2 separate regions of the Mus musculus genome follow, and region 2 is linked to region 1. A link is a contact called in public HiChIP or PLAC-seq data. All regions are on one chromosome and are shown on one strand. Each heading gives the region's core, a stretch centred on a gene start, on an enhancer-like site or on the middle of the called end of the contact. The rest is flanking DNA. Distances are from core to core; before and after follow the strand shown.

What was found. HiChIP or PLAC-seq counts read pairs in DNA pulled down with a chosen protein or histone mark.
Region 2: a contact with region 1 is called in an HNF4G HiChIP or PLAC-seq map of pancreatic cancer cells. The contact joins two enhancer-like sites. A contact is called at or near these places in 17 of 484 Hi-C or Micro-C datasets (the C10 cell line, CD8 central memory T cells, the CH12 cell line and 13 more), 4 of 115 datasets of contacts at active chromatin or transcription factors (CD8 T cells, effector CD8 T cells, fibro-adipogenic progenitors and 1 more) and 1 of 9 other capture datasets (embryonic stem cells).

The regions. Positions count from the first base shown.
Region 1 is chr16:49,937,487-49,940,618 of GRCm38.p6, reverse strand. It overlaps Gm5486. Among named protein-coding and RNA genes, the nearest start is that of Gm19723, 17 kb to the left of the region's middle. Within about 2 kb of position 1,473, at least 62 of the 459 cell types and tissues checked have an H3K27ac peak or open chromatin away from gene starts, as enhancers often do. A contact at or near this core is called in bone marrow-derived macrophages, female germline stem cells and pancreatic cancer cells, where this site is marked.
Region 2 is chr16:50,044,422-50,047,697 of GRCm38.p6, reverse strand. It overlaps Gm4827 (predicted gene 4827), which reads left to right. Exons shown (of 4, transcript NR_045935.1): 2 at 1,658-1,932. Among named protein-coding and RNA genes, the nearest start is that of Gm32101, 3.6 kb to the left of the region's middle. Within about 2 kb of position 1,742, at least 139 of the 459 cell types and tissues checked have an H3K27ac peak or open chromatin away from gene starts, as enhancers often do. A contact at or near this core is called in bone marrow-derived macrophages, female germline stem cells and pancreatic cancer cells, where this site is marked.

The sequences.
Region 1 (3,132 bases), core at 224-2,723:
TAAGCTTAACAAAGTACATCAGAAACACATGGATACATGGACATATTAAAACCACATGAGATAATCATGTGAACTTACCAAACACACCAGACCAACAAAGAGGTCAACAACCTTAAGAAGAGTCCATGAAAGAAAAGACATCCAGCACACACAGCTGGGCTGGTTGGTTTTGCCATCTGCTTACACACCTACACATATCTGGGGAAGGGATCTTAATTATGAAAACACTTCTATAAAATTGGACTGTAGGAAAGTCTACAGAATATTGTCTTAACTAATGATTTATGTAGGAAGGCATGGTGGGCAATGTCACCCAAGGTAGATGGTACTGGGTTATATAATAAAGCAGGCTGAGCAAGCCATGAGGGTCAAGCCAGTAAGAAGTTGTGATGGTTTGAATAAGAATGCCTCCATAGGCTTGTAAATTTAAATGCTTCATCTCCGTTTGGTGGAACTGTATGGGAAGGATTGGGAGGTGTGGCTTTGTTCGAGGAGGTGTGTCATGGGGAAGGGCTTGCAGATAGATCTACCTCTCCACTGATTCTACTGCCATATACTCACCGTACCAACATGAACTCTAATCCCCTAGAACTGTAAGTTCATCTGAACACTTTCTTTTATAAATTGCCTGGCCATGATATTTTATAGAAATAGAAAAGTAATGAATACAGCAATGCTCCTCCATGGCCCACATGTCTAGTTCCTGCCATGCTTCTACCAGCAACTGACTATAAACTGCAAGCTGAAATAAACCCTTTCCTTTCCAAACTGCTTTTTGTCATGCTGTTCGTCACAGCAATAGAAAGCAAAGCAATAAAACTGTAATAAAGATGGAACCAACAATCTGTCATGTGACCACCCTATGTGATGTATGTGGTCAAAGAACTGACAGGCAGAGAATTCCTGCCTCTGCTGCTTGAGTTTAGTAGTTCCCACTGCCTGACTTAGTTCACTCTAACATCTATCCATCAGACCTCCTTCTTAGACCTGGACATGTGCCTACACTAATGGTTCTTTGTCTCCATCACAGACCTCAGCCTTTGGTCTCTGCTGATTTGGTTTGATTCTCCAACTTCTCCAAGCCAGTAAGGCACTGCCATTCTATAGTGTGTGCAAGGTGGAATACATGATCTTAGCGTTGATGTTAGGAATTAAGATTGAAAAAGAAGAAAGTATGATTGTGGATAGCCACACTGTCAAGGGTTAGAGTAATTGATTACCTGGTAAGTTGAAACCTGCGAAACCAGCACAATTTGTGAATTTATTGCTATTCAGGAATCTCTGATATTTATGTTAAAGACACAAATGTGTCTATGTTTCTGACAAAGAATACTCCTGATGCCAATACACTTTCCAGTTGTAGGGATACCCGAGTTATCAGTTCTACAGAAATTTCACATTAGTCTGGACCATCTGGAGGCTATTAGGGTGAGTCACTGAGAGTTAGTCACCCTGTCTCTGCGAAGTGACTGGGAATACCCATGGTCAACTATATTCTCTTTATTTTCTCTTCATTATGCTCGCATGACTCACTTTCTTGGAGTTTCCCTCTGTGTAAATTTTCTAAGGTCCTTTATGTCTCTCACCAGAGAGGCTGAAGTTGCTTGTGGAAGCATCAAATAGACTTCCTGCTTCTCCTGGGCTTCAGGATAGGAACGCCATGATTACTTACCAGGTTGAGCAATAAAGAAAAGTAAGGGCTTTAGAAAGGGAGTAAGGTCAGGCTGTCTCGGGCTCAGTTTCCAAAGCTCTAGCGTCAGAATGTCCTTTGATGTCTAAAAATTTTCAACACCAGTTTCTTCTCTACAAACCTCCATGTCTAGGTTCCACCCACAAAGAAAAATTCCATGCCTACCTTGACCCCCATGGGGTTATAGAGCGAGAAGGACCTTCAACAGAGACAGGAAAAGGAAAGGCAGTTCACTAGCCTGACAAACTAGGGGGCAGAAGAGACTAGGCATCTACATGAAAAGGGAGTGGGCTTCCCTACATAGAAGAGGAGGAATTGCCTTTGCAATGGAAGATAGCAGGATCTTTGGTATAAAACAGTAGGGTGTGTGTGAATGGATGTTTGTACCCTCAGCTGTTAGAGAGGTTTCTCTGCAGCCAGTTGAAGGCAGAACCTGGAAAGACTTCCAAAAGAGGGGTCAGAGAGGGAGGAGCTGAACTTTTAAATTATCATTCTTTTTCTTTTTTAAGGATTGGGAGGAGTGTGTCTTCTGGTAGAACATTTTCCTGACTTTGCCAAGGTCCTGGGTTTGACCCATAGGAAAACATAGGAAATAAACACAAAACAGGAAAGCAAAACAAAAGCTGAATTGCTCTTATGGAACTTGTTCAAAAAACGATAAGAAAAGGTAAAAGAGGAAAACGGGAGGTGCTGGTGCACGCTCAGCGCTTGAGAGGCAGAGGAAAGTGAGTTTGAGGCTAGCCAGTCTGCTGAGTGAGATCTAGGACAGCCCAGGGCCACACTGATACACCCTGTTGTCTTGAAAAACAACAAACAAAACCAATCCAAAAACAAACAAGGACGGAAGGAGGGAGGAAGGTGGGAAGAAGGGAGAGAGAGAGAGAGAGAGAGAGAGAGAGAGAGAGAGAGAGAGAGGTGGATAGGAAGCAAAAGTGAAAGAACAACGGGGAAACCAGCTTGGAAAGCTGCTGCAGGTGAATACCCAGGGGTTTTCCAGGTCAGGACTTAGAACTGAGGTACCAATGATGTCAGAATCCCCTGTGGGTAGTTCATTTATTAACTGGGGTGAACGTTAAAGGGAGAGAAATCCGAAATCGTGCCAAACTGAAGATCCTGGGAGATATTTAAGAGTACAGATTTTTTTTCAAGCTGAGCTTGCTTTGGGACATGTTGACCTGCCATAATGTCTCAAAATTCAAATAGAAATGCCCAGCTGTTTGTTAGTGATGCTTCCTGGCCGTGCTGTCACGGCTGCAGCTTTGTCCTGTCACAGGCTGGTCTAACAGGCTGTCTCCTGGGGAGACAGCTTCCTGTTAACTCCACCAAAGCCTCCTCTGTCTAATCTTGAATGTGACCTTTCCCTTAATTTATAATATCTCCTCTGGAATCTTTCATTATCGTAGTATCCATTTTATACTCTCTTGTAGCAGGAGGAAGGTCAA
Region 2 (3,276 bases), core at 493-2,992, 110 kb before region 1:
AATATCCCGATATAAAAAAACAACTTATGGGAGAAAGGGCCTATTTTAGCTCACAATTCCAGCTTATAGTCCATTATTTTGGGGGGAAGTCACACTGGCAGGAGCTTGAAGCAACTAGTCGGAGCACATCCGCAGTCTAGAGCAGAGAGAAATAAATTCACCTGTGCTTGCTTGCTTTACTCTAATACAGCCCAGGACTCAACCCCAGAGACACTGCATACAGCGGGCCGGTTGGCTGGGTCTTTCCACACCAATTAATCTAAGAAAGAAAAAAGCCCCTCCTAGGCATGCCCACAGGCTAGCCTGATCTAGGCAATCCCTCACAGAATCAACAAGGATTCTGTCCCTTTCTAGGTACTCCACTTTAGGCAAAGACTGTAGCCTGCTTCTTAAGCTCTAAAATGAGTTAATAATAGAATCTGATAGGTTTTCTTGAGGATTTAATGAGGTAATGAATGTAATTATAATGGCAAGCACAATGCCTGACCTGAAACAGATGCTTGGCAGCCACTAGCTCTTACGAATAATGTTTTATTCAATCAGGAAAGGCAGGTCTAAATGCTGAGGAAGCTCAGGGCGAGGTGGGAACGTCTGGAGAGGTATGCATTCTGTTTCTGGTGGGGTTTTTTCCTTGCTTTACTTAATACAGCCTAGGACCCAAATGCCAGAGAATAGTACTGTGTACACCGAGCTGGGTCTTTCCATTTAACCTAAGTAGGAAAAAAGCCCCTCCAGGCATGCCCATAGGCTAGCCTGATCTAGATCAGCCTAACCTGATCATAGCTGGCACCCCCACACATTGTATCCAATACTCCATGATTCAAAAGGTAATGAACGAGAAAGTGGTGGGCTTCAATTCCCAACCCTATTAATACCACAAGATTTGAGCTACATAAACCACTAGTATGAAATTGCTGGTATTCATTAAACCTTGACAATATGAATTATGTTTAGAAATAATGAATACACACACATATATAGTGTTTTGTTTGTTTTGGCTGTTTTGAGACAGGGTCTCAGTTTCTAGCCTAGGCTGGCCTGAAATAATATATTTTTAAATTAAGTCACTTGCCTGGAGGTCGGCCTCGTACTGGCATTTAGTGACATCTCAGTAAAGGCAGGGCATAGGCAGTATGAACTTTTTACACCGTGATTGTTTCACAGGAGTGACAACTGCGAGAACTTCTCATTCCCTTCGTCTGCCCTCACTGTTTCACCAGGTTTGGGTAGGAAGCACATGCCTGGTGTTCTGTGGAAGTGGTGGAGTGGGAGGAGGTTAACTGCAAGCTTTATCTCTCTCTGCTGCCAGTCGTCCAATTCTATGCTTTTCTCTGACTTTCATCAGTGATGAGGTCATCCCAGCGCGAGAAAAGCAAACTCCTATCTTTCAGATTCGATGAAGGCTAGCATTGTTTAGTCTGCATAAATAGAGGCCAGACCCATAGAGCCCAGGAGGCAAGCGGCTCGCCCTCTAGCGGTTTCACTGGCTAATGCCGGTCACTCACCGGAGCACTGACAGGAAGGCGGGAGCGTGAGGGCTAAAATGTAAGTTAAAATTAGATCAATAGTCAGCTTGGCTGTCTCAATCAATGCTTCGCAGGGAGAGCATACAACCATCTATTTATAAGCTAAACCCGGTATTATCTTCCTCTTTTAGGACGCAGAGATCCATTACTGCGCGCGGCAGGGGAGAGGATGCTGCGCGGAGGTTCCTGCCACTTTACAGCTCACTGGCTCGCGCTACCTCACCAGCCTGGGATGGGACGCTGCTGAAAGACCAGCCTAGCCTTCGGCTCTTCTCTCTGCGCAGGACCTTAGGGTCCCGTGCCCCTGCTGTGTCCCCTAACCACTCACTCTCGCCAATCCCGTGCAGCAATCGACCGCATCCTAAGTTTTAAATTGACAAGGTCAAATAGGGAACCTAGTGCATGGGTGAGTTTGCGGAGGGGTATAGGGCAAATGCATTAAAAATAACAGAACTCAAGGGCCCTCCTACAGAAACAGGCCACACATCAGCTGGATTCTAAACACAGGCTTGACTGCCCTTTTAAAAGGTTTTCCAACTAGCTCCCCCACTGACCTGAATTATTCATCCTTGCTCAGGCAAATGTTGCTGTCAATAACTGGGGTTCCTCCTCCTCCTCCTCCTCCTCCTCCTCCTCCTCCTCCTCCTCCTCCTCCTCCTCCTCCTCCCCATCAAAACAGGAATAGATATAGATTTGTGTAGCAGGCCAGTGAAGTTCTTAAGTTAAGGTCTGGGAGAGGTGGAACTCCACTAGCCCCAGTCTGCCCCCCGGGAAGGTATCTCTGATACACAAAATAGATCTACAGGAAGCTATTGTGTTGCTGTGGTTAAACTGCAGTTTTTCAAATGAGAGAGAGAGAGAGAGAGAAAAAAAAAACAGAGACAGAAGGGGGGGGAGAGACAGAGAGAGACAGAGAGACAGAGAGACAGAGACAGAGAGAGACAGAGACAGAGAGAGACACACACAGACAGACAGAGGGAGAGGAGGGACAGGGACAGAGAAAGAGAAAGGAATTTGATTTGGCGCCCTCACAATGCAAGATCAAACCATAATTTTTCAGAAAAAAAAACTTGTATCATATATATATATATATATATATATAATATTCTAACTTTTGTTTTTCTGTATCTGGAATTTTTCTTTCATAAGCATGCACTATTTTTATGATAGAAAAACTTTAAAGGCCTAAAGAACTTTAATATTAGCATAAATGTACATTAAGTATATTTTTAGAGTGGATCTATTAGCTGCTATATCATTTGACATAAAAGGCTTTTGAACTAAAGATAGGAACTGTTGTATTCTTTATTTAGAAATAGTATCTTCCATCCCCTTCCAATTCTTGTTGGCTTACCTCCAAAATAGTCTGCATCTGTCGCTTCCTCGCCATCTTTGCAGCTCCTCTCGGGGACAAGCCACCATTCATCAGCTTTCACCTGGATACCCAAAATATCTTGTCGGCAGTTTCTTACTGCCACCTTTCCCCAAAGAGGGGCTTCACTTGCCACTGTAGCAACCAGATTGGTCTTTTAAAATGTAAATCAGATATTCCTTTTTTTTTTTCTTTTCGAGACAGGGTTTCTCTGTGTAGCCCTGGCTGTCCTGCCTTGGTTAGATGATGTTCTTTCCCATAGCCAGAATGTAGTCTGCTGGGGTTTATCTTCAGGGTCATTTTGACTGGGCTTGGAATGACCTGGGAGTTGTGTGTCCCTTGGATGTGTCTGCTTCCAGAGAGGTTTAACCAAGGAGG